Linked DNA regions of Mus musculus: all the other regions are linked to region 3. Evidence: chromatin contacts called from public HiChIP or PLAC-seq data. All regions are on one chromosome and are shown on one strand. The core of a region is the stretch at or near the end of the contact, and the rest is flanking DNA. Distances in the headings are between cores, read along the strand shown. Region 1 has its middle 37 kb from the start of Gm572. Region 2 holds the start of Cort (cortistatin). Region 3 overlaps Casz1 (castor zinc finger 1). Region 4 has its middle 23 kb from the start of Gm32897.

Region 1 (3,150 bases), core at 533-3,032, 230 kb before region 3:
TGTATTGTACCAACCTGCATCCTTGGACACCAGACAAAGGGCATGGAGTTAATGAAGTCATCAGGCCCCAAGTGATGATAGATAGAGCTCAGCAGGCAGAGAACTCGCCTAGCGTGAGGCTCAGGGCTTTGATCCCCAGCACAGCGGTGGTACACATCTGGAATTCCAGCACACCAGAGGTGGAAGTTCAAGCTCATTTTGAGCTACATGGCACATTCAAGACCAGCTTGACATAGGTAAATAAGACTATATCAAGCCGGGCATGGTGACACACGCCTTTCAATCCCAGCACTCGGGAGGCAGAGGCAGGCGGATTTTTTTCTGAGTTCGAGGCCAGTCTGGTCTACAAAGTGAGTTCCAGGACAGCCAGGGTTATACAGAGAAACCCTGTCTCGAAAAACCAAAACAAACAAACAAACAAACAAACAAGTCTGTATCAAAATAAAATAAAATAAAATAAAATAAAATGAAATAAAATAAAATGATCGCTATGAATGGTCCAGCAATTCCCAGGGCAGGAAGAGGCTAGGCCTGGCTTGGCCTGGGCTCTGGATGCTCTTCTCAGGCAGAATAAACAATAGGCAGCCATTTCTTTCCCCTCAGCTAACTCTCCTCACCCTCTCAAAAGTGGGAAGTCTTCTTTAATTAAAAAGTGCTCGGGGTTCCATGCAGGACTCCTGTTCTCTTTTAAGACGTAACAACACTGACTCTATGGCCCCTCCTACACTTGATGTGCCAGGGCCAGAATGGTACCCATGACCAATTCTGGGGCTATGGCAGGCATACTCGTGAACATCGTCCCTGCCTTGGGGACATCTAATTTTCTTGCCGAGACCTCCCAGGTCTTGCAGGCAGGCATCTGTTTATGCCTGACACATCTGTGTGCCGTGACATCGTGGAAAGGGGTTCTGTGGGGTTGGGGTTGTGGGGTCTTAGCCAGTCTAGGCTATTCAATGTGATTAGACATCATTTGGGTCCCTTGGGTTCTAATCTTCTCCTCCCCAGAGTCTCAGCCAGTAAGCATACATACACTGTACTTCTTCCTTGTCTGTCCTGCGCAGCAGTCAACACAGCCAGAAAATCCCTGGGTTTGCCTCTGTGAGTACCAAGCCTGTGGCCCTGGACTCTCAGATGTCCTCTGCTTCCCGTGATGGCTTCCTGTCACGGCATACCCTTTTAGCGCCGGCTGCAAGTCTCTGTTGGGTATTTGAATCTCACTTAAACTGGAACTGTACTTATTATCAACTCAGTAATTCTCCAGATTAGGGAGTAACCGAACTCCCGATCCTCTATCTTCCGAGTGCTGGGATTACAGGCATGAACGGCCTTGCCATATGTCACTCATATAAGGCTGGACATGGAACCGGAGGCATCGTGCATGCTAGGCAAGAACCCTACCAACTGAACTATGTCTCAGGCCTATCTCCTCTCCCCAGCCCTCCTTTTTCCTCTTTGGAGACCCAGGGTGAGCCATTCCACACCCCAGCACTGTGCCCTTCAGAGTGAGGTCCCCAGCCAGCAATGCCTACATTCCCTGGGAATTCACTAGAAACACAAATCACTAGGGTGGTTTTGTTTTTGTTTTGTTTTGAGACAGGGTGTCATGTAGCCCAGGCTGCCCTGGAACCCTCTGTGTAGCCAAGGCTGACCTTGAATTTCTGATCTTCCAGTTTTCCTTCTCTCAGTTAAAGAGATTACAGCCAAGTCCCACCCTGCTCAGTTTAGATATGCAAATTATTAAACTTGGAATGTCCCTCAGTTACCAAAGTCTAGCTGGGCCACTGCATTATCTTAACGAATGAATTGGACCACACCCCAGATGACAGATCAAGAAATTCAGTCAGTGAGGCCTGATAGTTTGCATTCTAACAAGACTTCCTGTGGATTCAGGAGGTGCTCCATTGCACACAAGAAAACAACTGCTAGGGAGAGAGAGAGAGAGAGAGAGAGAGAGAGAGAGAGAGAGAGAGAGAGAGAGAGAGAGAGAGAGAGAGAGAGAGAGAGAGAGAGGAGACTGGTACTCCCTAAGTCAAAGAACTCCTTTGCCTCTAAAATAAAGGCTACATTCTGTTTCAAAGTCTTGCCACCACCATCTGCCCACTGTAAGCAGGACCACCCCTTTGAGGAAGAAAGAAACGATTGTTTCCATTTTATGGATGCAGAAACTGAGGCTCACAGCCTGATCCAAGGTCACATAGATAGCTGGAAAATAGTAACTCAAGGTCTTCATATTCTTAGGCAAGGAATCCTTCCAGCACACCTTGAGTCTTCAGAATTCCTTTAGACCAAAGAAACAAACCCAGGTCCTATTGGCCAGGAAGGAGATCTGCCTTCCAGCTTTCTGCCCAATTTCCAGTTGCAATCACAAGAGAGAGCATCCAGGAAGCATAAATTTTGCCTGGCAGTTGAGTAAGAGCTCTGAAAGGAGTTACACGTCAGGGAGATGGGACTTTATTTCTCAATGAAATAGCCTTTTTATGGCTGGAATAAAAGTGCCAGGGGAGCCTAATGCCAGGAAGCAGAAAGCACATTTGATAAACTCCTCCAGCCAGGGCGGGGCTGCATGGGAACTCACCGCAGAGTTCCCCACGACACCAGTGCATGCTTCTCTGTAGATCCGAGTCCTGCCTGGGAGAGATCTTGGTTAAAGGTGGTGGTGGGGTCGTGGGCGGCGGTCCTCGTGGCCCTTCTAGATGGAGAATGGCTGACACTGGACCCCAGAGCCTGAAGCTGGGTCTCCAGTTAAAAGTGGAGCTGCAATGTAAAGAGCAGCCAGCAGGGGGCAGCATAACACACTGTTCCAGCCTGACCTGGGGCTGCTACAAGGGTTGGGGGCTTAGGGGTGGGGGGGCCTCTGGGGTACAACCCTCAGAAGAGGTCAGCGGTAACTCTCTCCCTAGGAAGTCTTCCTCCTCCTTTCAGCTTTTCTCTTCAGCCTTTTCCTATCAAAGAACAGTTCCCCATAAGGTGGGGTAGGGTTTCCCTCCCCTGTCTTGCCCACTCTCTGGCTGTCTTCTTAAGCTTCGACAAGTTTATCTTTGGACTTGACTAACCCATTGATTTCCTCCCAATGGGGTCTTTCAGATAGTCTTAGTGTAACTACGTGCAAATGGGCAGAGTTTGTAGGTTTTGGGGGCACCACCTTCATAG
Region 2 (3,006 bases), core at 222-2,721, 210 kb after region 3:
AAGAAGTTCTTGCAGGGCTTTTTATCCAGGTGTGGGGGCTGTTGGGGGGGTGGCCTTTCCTGGCTCTTGGACAGCCCGGGGGTACCCCCTCCGACGGGGGTGCTGGAGCTGGCTTGGGAAGCCCACTCGTGCCACCAGGCAAGGAAAGTCAGAAGGCCGCTCCTCCCCTCGGTGGCTTCCTGCTGTGTTTTAGAGAAGCAGATAACAAAGGAGAGAAAAGCAACCACTCACCACTCACTCACTGGGACTCACTCAGCCTTCGGATATGCCCCCCCACCCCCACCCCCCACAGAGAGCAAACTGTTCCTTAACAAACCACACTCCCTCAAAGTCAGAGTGAGACGGACTCTAGAGAAACTGCTCAGTGGAGAAAAACAGACCAGTCCAATAATAATAAATAAATAAATAAATAAAAATGCTGATTTTTTTCAAGCATGGTAGCAGAGACCTTTGGACTCGGCAGTCAGGAGGCAACAGCAGATAGAGTACTGTGAGCTTGGGCTAGCCTGGGCTACACACAGTGAGGCCTTATCTTGAAAACAAATAAAGTGCTTTAACTTCTACCTTATAATCTGTGCTGAGGTCCTCAGCTCTGAGACTAGGAAAGCTGTCAAAATGGCTGCCAGCTGAGAGGCCCTGGGTCCACAGGCTCTCCCACCTCCACACATCCTCCTGGATGTTCAGAAATCAGAACAGACTGAGTCGCTAAGTCTGGGCCTTCTTTCAAACTCCTCAGGAAGTTTCTAGGAGTACTCTGATGATAAACGACCCATCTGAAACTCATCTGGTGATCTCAAAGAAAAATCCACTTTTAATGGTCAACTTTATGGACTCTTTCTTGGAACTTTTTCAAAAATGGAAAAAAGAGAAAGTAAATCATTTGATGAAATTATAAAATTTACACCATGGAGAACAAGAGGGCAGGAATTATTTGAGCGAGTGAGAGTATAGCTGTGTATATAAATTAAGGCTCTGGAAGTCCGTGTGACTGGTCTCACGGCAGAGAAGACGGTGGAGCGCTGTGACAGCTGGAAGCAATCCCTGTCTCCAAAGCAGACACCAGCAGAGAGGAGTCCCTGACAGACCCAGGCTAGGAGAACTGAGGGCAAACAGGGACCAGGGGTCTGAATGGGGCGTTGTAAAATCCTAGGGACACACACACACCACAACACAGAACACATCATGCAGGACTGAGTGGTCAGAATTACAGAGACAAACTGAGCAGGTGCACTCACCACACTGTCCTGGCCAGTAGGGCCACTCTCCAGGGGAAGGGCGGAGGCTGCGACCCCCCAGAGCAGCAGCAGCCCGAAGGCTGAGGGCCACTTGCCTCCTGTGCCTCGGCCACCCATCATCCTCGGACGTGCTGAGGTCTGTGCTTGGTGGACGAGGGTCTCTTCTGTGGTGTTTTAAGCTCTAGCACCACCTGCTTGGGGGTCTGCACTCGTTCATTGAAAACCTACACGCCTCTCCACACTCACGCGGTGACGCACAAGCCGGAGCAATCAGCTCTCACAGAAAGAAACATTTGTGGGGTTGGATTTAGCCCCTTAATTAAAGACTCGGGACTTTTCCTGTGTTTGGAGTGAATCTGCTCTTATTTTAGAACACATGCGCGCTTGCTCTGGGAGTTCTGCTTCCTTGTGATTGTGCCTGTGGCAAGCAGGAAGCCATCAGAACAAAGCCGGGTGATTTAACAGAATATGAAATCAGGCCTGGGTAAAGAGCTGAAGATGTGGGGTCTTACCCAGGAGAAGCAAGACTGCAGGCTGGGACGCAGCTCAGCTCAGCCCAGCACGTGCCTACCACGGTTCCGTCCATCCCCGGAGCTAAAAGCAGGCATGTCTGAATCGGCTACGAGCAGAAGTAACCAGGTACAGAGAAGACCCAGGGTCACAGGATGGCCCCAGTGTTCACCAGGTCGCAAGGAAGGATGAACCAAGAGCATGTCCCAGACTGCCCTCTGCCCCAGGCTAGACCTTTGACTCGCTCAAGTATAGATGCGGATGCAGAAGAGAGACGGGACCAAAGGCCTTCTGCATCTCAGTGCCACGGACGCTGTCCTGGGCCTCTCAGTGACATGCACACTTGCAGAGTTCCTGGTCTAGGGCTTTCCAAGATGCCCAGGTCAGCAGTTTGCACATTTCTTTAAAAAAAAAAAAAAAAAAGATAGAAAGAAACGAGGCCAGGAAGATGGTTCACTGAGCACAGCAGTTGCGATGCAACCCTGGTAACCTGCAGCTCCACTCTGGCCCCCAGATAATGGTAAAACGGAAGAACACACCGGTTCCTAACAAACTTGACCTCTGACCCACACTCCCGCTGTAGCACACACGTGCATCTCCCTCTCCCCGTCATAGATACCATTTTTGAAAATGTAGACATGCACGTCGATAGACTGGCCAAGTGTAAGGGATGCTTTCTTTGTATAGGTCACAGTCACTTCCTGAGAAACCTGGACTCGGCCAGCTGACAGCCCACTTCCTTCCCAAGACAGTGACAAAGTCCTGGGCCACCTCCTGGCCCTTCACAGGTCCAGGTTGAGAATTGTGGGGATGTGAGGGATGGACCCCGCATATGCAGACAGACCTGAAACCCCATCTCAGACACTAGAGAACACCAAGATCCAAGGGAGGCTCGAGACTGAAACAAAGCAACTGAAAGTCGGCTCCTTCCAAAGTAAAACACGCCCCGCTCTAGAGACCTTCCCGAGGTCCCTCTTCCACCATGGGGTGACGCTCAGGTCATCAGGCTTTGCCTACACCCAGCGAGCTATCCCTCTGCTCCCCTACCACTCCACAAGGGAAAGAAGGCAGGCCCTGAACACCTTACATCCTTCAGGACACAGCAACAGTAGGACAGGGCCCTTGGGACACTCCAGACTTTCCCTTCAAGCAGACATCTCCTCGGGAGAGCCAAGGCTTAATTCTATAGACCTGCTAGAAAAGCCACAAAGCCCTGCTTCTGAAATCAGCCCTGAAGAGTAAGAGATTTCATTCCCAGGGA
Region 3 (3,227 bases), core at 542-3,041:
CCAGACAGAAGCACTTGTGGCAGCCATCTAGATGAGCTTTGTTCTCCTAGGAGACACGTCTTCAGGTTCATGTTTATACAGTGTACTCTTGTGAAGGCCGAGGAGGAGGAGGAGGAGGTGGTGGTGGAGGAGGAGGAGGAGGAGGAGGAGGAGGAGGAGGAGGAGGAGGAGGAGGGAGATGCTTCCCATGGCCCACTGAGAGACCACTTTAGTCAGTTCAGGAACAGCCCCCCACTGCTAGAACTCACAGGGTTACCTTGGGAACTATGGAGAGCAGAGTGGCTGCTTTGCAAACAGCTGTCTGATGGAGTGGGGCTCAGCCTGAACCCTGAACTAGGTTTGCCCCCTTTTTGCTTGTGTGGGTTTGAGAGAACCTGAGTGCTTTGCCGGATTTGACCAAATTATGAATTAGGAGGTGGGGAGCATCGCAGTGTTCTTAGGGAGACTGGAGGGTACTTGGGGCATAACCACCCTGGCACTACAGATATCTACCCTGCCCAAGAGGGAGAAGTTACAAAGCAGTAGGGATGGGCATTCCTAAACAACCCAGAAAGGAGGGGGTCTGAGAGGGAACCAAGCCAGAACCACAGTCGGTGTGCTTGGATAAGGGTAGATGAGATAGATGTGCTGTAGCCATTGATGGTCACGCTGGCAGCAGTGAAGTTCAGGCCTTCCTTGACTGACTTTCTCTAGGCTCTGGGTGGAGGCAGCAGGTGGGATAGTCTGGAGGGCAGGCGATGGATGACCAGGCTCTTCCAAGCCAAGCGTGCCAGCTCCTGCCAGTGGGGTCATGACCCTCTTGATAAGAAGGGTCATCCTGGGACTCCTTGCAAGTCTACAGATGGCGGCAGAAGGAGCTCCCGGGAACCCGAGGCAGGGCTAAGAGCCCCTGAGAAGAAGCCTGGATGTTTTCAGTTTCCAGGTCCCTTGGGGGCCCAGGGGCAGATTGAGACAGGCTCCTTGCAGGGGAGGTGTTAACAAACAGCAGGTGATTAAACATGACAAGCGGTGACATTTCTGTTCAGGGTTCTCAGTCCCAGCAAAGCCAAGAATGAAGCTATAAACCCTGACATTTTGTGTTATGCACTGAGAGGATTTTAATAGACCTCGTTCCCTCTTCTCCAGTCCTCCTCTTCTCTCCCTCTTCACCACCCCCATCACATCCAGTGTCCCACAGAGCACCCCTCCATTCCATTTTGCCTGACTTTCAGGAGCCATCTGGGCTGTATGGGTCTCTGTACCTGCAGGTCCTGGCCAGATGCCCCCCTCCCCACACCTTCTTGGTTTTGATCTTTCCTGTTGTCCCTCTTCAAACCCCCCTTGCCTCCCTCCACCGTCCACTTTCTCACCTCCTTTTTTTGGGTCCTGATCTCACAGCCTGTCCCTTAGCTGCGGCTGTCCCAGTTGTCAGGGACAGCAGGTGGCTGTCCTTGTGCTCTTTGTGCTCATAACATTTCCAGACAGACTTGAGAGCGGGTGTAGGGAGTTTGTGGGGCTTGGTATGGGCTCTCCCCCATCTTTCTTTTTTAATCTCCTTTTCTCCTTTTTGGGACAAGGACAAGGCAGAGGGAGAAAATTGCTCTACGCTGCAAACAGTTGCTGGGTTTATTCAGAAAGGACTGACCAGCAACAGTTGTTCCTCTTACAGAGAAATGCAGGAACAACTGGGGCCTTCTTTGTTCTCTGGGCAGAGTCCTGTGAAGGGCATTTGGAGGTGAGCCTGGGGCTAAAGAGGGCAAGACACTCACAGTGTCAATTGAGTCCCACCCAGGGAGTCCCCACCCCAGCAAGCAGGAAAGGTTTTTAGAGCTAGGCAGGGTCTGGTTAAGAAGTCAGGCCACACCCTGGGTCCTCCGCTCAGCCCTAGTCAACGCAAGAAGCTCTTAGCGGTCTGTGTTCATTTCAGTAAATATTTATTGGACAGACACTGTGCTGAACAGTAGTTCCGTCCTGTAGATCTCTTGGTCAAATGAGGTGGATGGAGGAGTTGTTACTGTAGAGGGCCTACAAACAAGAACAGGGGTCAGAGATGAGGACCAGAGGAGGGGATGATCTAGAGGGCGTCTCACAAATGATATGGTCACTAGGGCCCCTGAAGGATGCCTAGGAGAAGGGAGGCCAGGCCTAGGATTGAGGTTGGACCCTCTGCGTAGCGGTCAGTGTTCTGGAGGCCTGGGGTATACTGTGTAGCCTCACGGTACTACCTGGCATGGAGGAGAGTTTGAGCTGTGTCATCCCACAGTAGGTGTCTCTAGGACTCAGAACCTATTTTCTTATCTACCCTTCCACCTCTGCCCAGCTGGGCCAGGCACGATGGTCTGGGTAAAGTGGGAATGAAGCTCACCCCAGTTCAGTGGACAGAGAGCCGCAAGAAGTGGGCGGATGCCCATAGACTGTGGCTGTGCAGCCTCTTCTGTCTCTGTCCTTGGGGTGATGAGTCACAGGTAAGGAGGTAAGAGAGACATACAGGCTCGTGTGATGGGCCCAGTGCAGGAAGCAAAGGAACCAGGGCAGCCTTGTGTCACCTTCCTTGCCTGTCACTCAGCAGGATCAGGTAACCTCCAGGAGCCCCCTGAACTCACTCATGTTGCTGCTTCTCTCTCGGTGGTTGGGAAGCGGCGCACAGTGTGTCCTTGTTAGCCTACAGGCTTCCCAAGAGACTTCAGATGGTCCTCTAGGATCCTGAGGGCCAGGTTGAGCAGTGCCAATAGGGACTCAAGATGCATCTGAGAAGCTCGGAGAAGCATCTGAGAAGGAGGGTTGTTTGGACCTGTGTGGATTAGAGGAGGACCAGAGGGGAGCAGATGGGGGGGGGGGTCCTAAGATGCAGGCTCCAAGTTCAGCCGCTCATCCATCAGGAGCTGGCCTCACATCCTGGTGTTAGACGGCCACAGCCACACCAGTAGCCAAGGGCGAACTCTAGGGCCTGTTGTCTGGAAGGGTCTCACACAACCCACGGGGCACCTTTTTCTTTACTGGTTTGCCTCTGCCCAGGAGCTGTGCTGGCACACTGTCCCAGTGTCACATTGGTTCTCTAAAGGAGATCAGGCTGGTTTGCCACCCCAAGAAGAGCTAGGGGGTACAAGGCAGACTTCATACATCACTGACTCCTTTTCCCCACCCCACCCTGCCATTCTGACAGGCTTACTCCAGGTCCGCCTTGACACCAGCCCGTTTGCTCACTTCCCAGAGTCTAGCTGGAACTGTGTAGACCCCCTGAACTGTCA
Region 4 (3,303 bases), core at 198-2,697, 190 kb before region 3:
GGAGGAGGAGAAGGCGGCCAGGGAGATTCAGAAGGCCCCCACGTGTCAGAAATGGTGGCAGAAGTCTGATCTTGGTATCCAGGAGGCTGAGGCTAGCCTGGGCTACACAGTGAGACCCTGTTTCAAGGACGGGAGGAAAGAAGGGAAGACAGTGACTTCCGATGGCCTGAGACCTGGGTCCTGGGTGCCACGGCTGGCTGTCATGGCTGCCCTGGCTGGCTGTCATGGCTGCCCTGAATGTAGACAAAGATGAAGGGAGGCTTGGAGAAGAGAGACCAGGAGGCAACCCGCTGAGCTTTCCCCAGACATTTGTCAAGGAGCAGCAGGTGGGTGCTGGAGCGGAAGTGGATAAAGGAGAAAGGAACCTGCCGGAGGAAAAGAGGCAGGACACAGGAAGCTTTCTGATTCCGGAAGTGACGCATTCTGCTATTTGGGAGGTAAGTGGGGTGGAGCCTAGAGGGAGGGGCTAGCCAGAGATGGCAGAAACCACACTGCCAATCCGCCCCTCCCCAATCCCCCCTCCCACGAGACTGCGACAGTACCACCACAGTAGCCCCAAAGGATGTCCTGCTTGCTGTGTGCCCCACCCACCGTGGGGAGTTCAGGCCTTTTGCAGCAAGACTCTTTGCCGTAGTCCCCAGGATTTTCTGCCGGGGCAGGAATTATGGTTCCCGTTCTGCTGGGCAGATGCTGAACCACTGAGCTACATCCCCAGACCTACAGAGAGGTTCATTCACTTGCCCAAAGGCCACACAGCTTTTAAGAAGCAGAACTAGAATTCAACCTTGATGTTGCCCCACTGCCTGGCTACCCAGGTGCCCAAGAGTTCCCTGTCCAAAGGATGGTGGATGGGCCTTGTTGACTTGGCTTCTGGATCAGCCAGGGTATGCATGCCAACACTGGGGATGTGTGGGTCAGGAGTGATTTCCCAAAGGGCTGGCTCACTTTAGTTCTCAAGAATGCAAAAAATACTGTTAAAAGAGTTGTTCAAGGGGTGTGGAAATGCAACCCCAAGGTCAGAGGTCAGAGAAGTGCCAGGGATTAGAGAAGCCTTGACTGGAGGGCGGGAGGAGGGGGGGGGGAACCAGAGATGGATGTGGTAATTAAGCTTGCCATCCCAGCACTCAGGAGGCTGAGGCAGGAAGACTGCTGCAAGTTCCAGGCCAGACTGGGCTGGGCTTCAGGGTGCCTGCTCTGTCTCACAAAAGCAAAAGAAATGGACAGCCCTGGTGGTGGTGAAGGTAGTGTGTGTGTGCTGTGTTTCCAGACCTGGCCTGGCTCAATGAAGCAGTCCTGACGGAAGACTCAGAGGCCTAGAGGCAGGAGAGCCAGAGGTGAAGCTGTACACGGCCCATTCATTGGGTGGGTCCCCGCAGCACAGCGCCCGCCTTGCAGGAGCCAGCTCGCCCCGCCCGCGGGGGTCGCCCGTCCCAGGCCGGGAAGTCTAATGTGCCCGCAGCCGTTCCGGGGAGCGGTCCCCCGCCGCGCTAATGTGCGGTCGCCCCGCCCGCCAGCAGTGGTGCCCCCGCGCCGACCCCGAGCGCAAATCGATACGCATCAGGCGGCGGGCTGCCCCGTCCCCTCCCTGCCCACACCCCTCTCTCCAAGCTCCCTTCCTCCCTCTCGGATACCCCGGACCTGCCTCCGCCCTCTGGCTTCCTAGGAGCCTGGGAATCCCGGGTGAGTGGATAGGGGCTTAGGGCCAGAGCGTGCTCATTCTTTCCCCAAGGCAGGGACCCGGGGAGGGGGATGAATGAAACACTCCAATGCAAAACATCAGGGGTGACGGTGGCCCCTGCATAAGAGAAATCAAGACAAGTAAAAATTAAGGCCCGGGAATGTGGCTCAAAGACACAGCTCTATGGCACATAAATTAGATGTGGTGTGCACACCTGTAATCCCAGCACTCGCTCTGGAGTAGAGGCAGGAGGGTCCTAAATTCAAGGTCAGTCCTCAGAGGCTACAAAGTGAGCTTGAGGGATAAGGGAAATCATGCTTCAGGTTAAAATGAAAAGGCTTGGTGGACGATAGCTCAAAGGCTCAAGCGCTTGCTTTGCAACAAAGAGTTCGAGCCTACATAAAAGCTGGCAGGTGTACTGGCACCCTGCTAGTCCAGGTGGGCACGGATGATCCTCAGAGCAGGCTAGACCATCAGACCAGGGGAGCCCCAGGCTCACCAAGAGACTCCAATAAATTGGAGTGTGGGATCAGCATGGAGACACTGGGTGAAGTCACTCACGGAGGAAATCTGGGGACCTGAGGTAGATCCATGGAACCCATGGGTCACCCGAAGGAGAGAGCTCACTGCCACACATGCACCATGGCACCTGTTCCCATTTACCCCACGCCCTCCATGCTGTGATAATAAGTAAAAAATTTAAAGATTAATTTTTTAAAAAGGTGGAACCTGACAGAAGATACCAGGCACCTCTGACCTTACAGGGCCACACAGGCCCGCGCGTGCACTCGCACACAGGCCCACAGGCCTTCGTTCAGGCACACACACCACACGCACATGTACATGTGATAACTACATAAGTTAAAAAAATTAAGGGAAAAATTAATGCAAAAAAAATCCTCAGTGATCAAAAATAAATCAAAATTTTAAATGAAGCTGAGATCAGTAATGGTTGAGCAGAGCCATATTGGAGCCTGGGGCAAAGGGAAAAAAAATATCAAGAAGCTGGATCCTGTTTCATTTAAATGTTGAATTCTTTGTTCATCCCAGATTGCTCACTGGGGGACGGGTTGTCACTGAAACTCGCTTTGGGGACCAGTAATGACAGAAGAAGAAATGCCAGCACCTTAATTACCTTAAAAGTATTATTGGGGGGGAGGGTTGAACCCAGGGCCCCCTGTGTGCTAGGTGCACGCTGTATCCCCAGCATCCTCTCCATCTTTTAAAATTGTGGTTGTTGCAGCAGGGTCTCAGGTAGCCCAGGCTGGCCTCGAACTTGCCGCCTAGTAGAGTCTTGCTCTGAACCCTTGCTGCTTCTCTTGCCTCCCGAGTTCTGGATTTACAGACATAGGCCACCTCTCTCAATGCATCAAGTTACTAGTTAAGTTTTTTGTCTTCTTTTGTTTGACACAGCATCATTCAGGCTGACCCGGAACCCTCCATCCTCCCTCCTGTCTCAGCATCCCGAGTCTTGGTCTTAACGGTTTGTAGCACCACGGCATCTCTTAATTTTCTCTTTTTTAAATAAAAAACCCCCGTGACAATTTACAGTTTACACAGCAATGTACCCAGCATACTTTACCTTTGGAGGGCTTTCTGTCCCAGGATTTCCATTATCTTCAGAG

The links. HiChIP or PLAC-seq counts read pairs in DNA pulled down with a chosen protein or histone mark.
Region 1: a contact with region 3 is called in an H3K27ac HiChIP or PLAC-seq map of embryonic stem cells, with 3 times the contacts expected there. The contact joins two enhancer-like sites. A contact is called at or near these places in 6 of 39 promoter capture datasets (the C10 cell line, cranial neural crest, embryonic stem cells and 3 more), 1 of 15 datasets of contacts at CTCF or cohesin (pro-B cells), 10 of 484 Hi-C or Micro-C datasets (CD4 T cells, ECoMG myeloid progenitors, the HL-1 cell line and 5 more), 23 of 115 datasets of contacts at active chromatin or transcription factors (the 230-238 cell line, CD8 T cells, T-cell acute lymphoblastic leukemia and 12 more) and 1 of 9 other capture datasets (embryonic tail).
Region 2: a contact with region 3 is called in an H3K4me3 HiChIP or PLAC-seq map of embryonic stem cells, with 31 read pairs. The contact joins the promoter of Cort here to the enhancer-like site in region 3. A contact is called at or near these places in 3 of 39 promoter capture datasets (liver and pre-B cells), 3 of 484 Hi-C or Micro-C datasets (the HL-1 cell line and liver), 2 of 115 datasets of contacts at active chromatin or transcription factors (the 230-238 cell line and embryonic stem cells) and 4 of 9 other capture datasets (adipose tissue, embryonic trunk, liver and 1 more).
Region 4: a contact with region 3 is called in an H3K27ac HiChIP or PLAC-seq map of embryonic stem cells, with 11 read pairs. The contact joins two enhancer-like sites. A contact is called at or near these places in 9 of 39 promoter capture datasets (the C10 cell line, cranial neural crest, embryonic stem cells and 5 more), 1 of 15 datasets of contacts at CTCF or cohesin (stem cell-derived epiblast-like cells), 16 of 484 Hi-C or Micro-C datasets (the AtT-20 cell line, the CH12 cell line, the G1E-ER4 cell line and 5 more), 24 of 115 datasets of contacts at active chromatin or transcription factors (the 230-238 cell line, craniofacial prominence, embryonic basal ganglia and 9 more) and 1 of 9 other capture datasets (embryonic stem cells).

The regions. Positions count from the first base shown.
Region 1 is chr4:148,678,954-148,682,103 of GRCm38.p6, forward strand. No RefSeq gene overlaps it. Among named protein-coding and RNA genes, the nearest start is that of Gm572, 37 kb to the left of the region's middle. Within about 2 kb of position 1,783, at least 35 of the 459 cell types and tissues checked have an H3K27ac peak or open chromatin away from gene starts, as enhancers often do. A contact at or near this core is called in the N1E-115 cell line and embryonic stem cells, where this site is marked.
Region 2 is chr4:149,125,292-149,128,297 of GRCm38.p6, forward strand. It overlaps Cort (cortistatin), which reads right to left and starts at 1,472. Exons shown (of 2, transcript NM_007745.4): 1 at 1,236-1,472; 2 at 1-182. The coding sequence starts at 1,355.
Region 3 is chr4:148,911,615-148,914,841 of GRCm38.p6, forward strand. All of the region lies in intron 4 of Casz1 (castor zinc finger 1), which reads left to right. Gm15969 (a long non-coding RNA gene) reads right to left here. Exons shown (of 3, transcript XR_003955174.1): 2 at 2,583-2,770; 3 at 1,956-2,004. Among named protein-coding and RNA genes, the nearest start is that of Gm15969, 4.6 kb to the right of the region's middle. Within about 2 kb of position 1,792, at least 22 of the 459 cell types and tissues checked have an H3K27ac peak or open chromatin away from gene starts, as enhancers often do. A contact at or near this core is called in the N1E-115 cell line and embryonic stem cells, where this site is marked.
Region 4 is chr4:148,723,009-148,726,311 of GRCm38.p6, forward strand. No RefSeq gene overlaps it. Among named protein-coding and RNA genes, the nearest start is that of Gm32897, 23 kb to the right of the region's middle. Within about 2 kb of position 1,448, at least 33 of the 459 cell types and tissues checked have an H3K27ac peak or open chromatin away from gene starts, as enhancers often do. A contact at or near this core is called in embryonic stem cells, where this site is marked.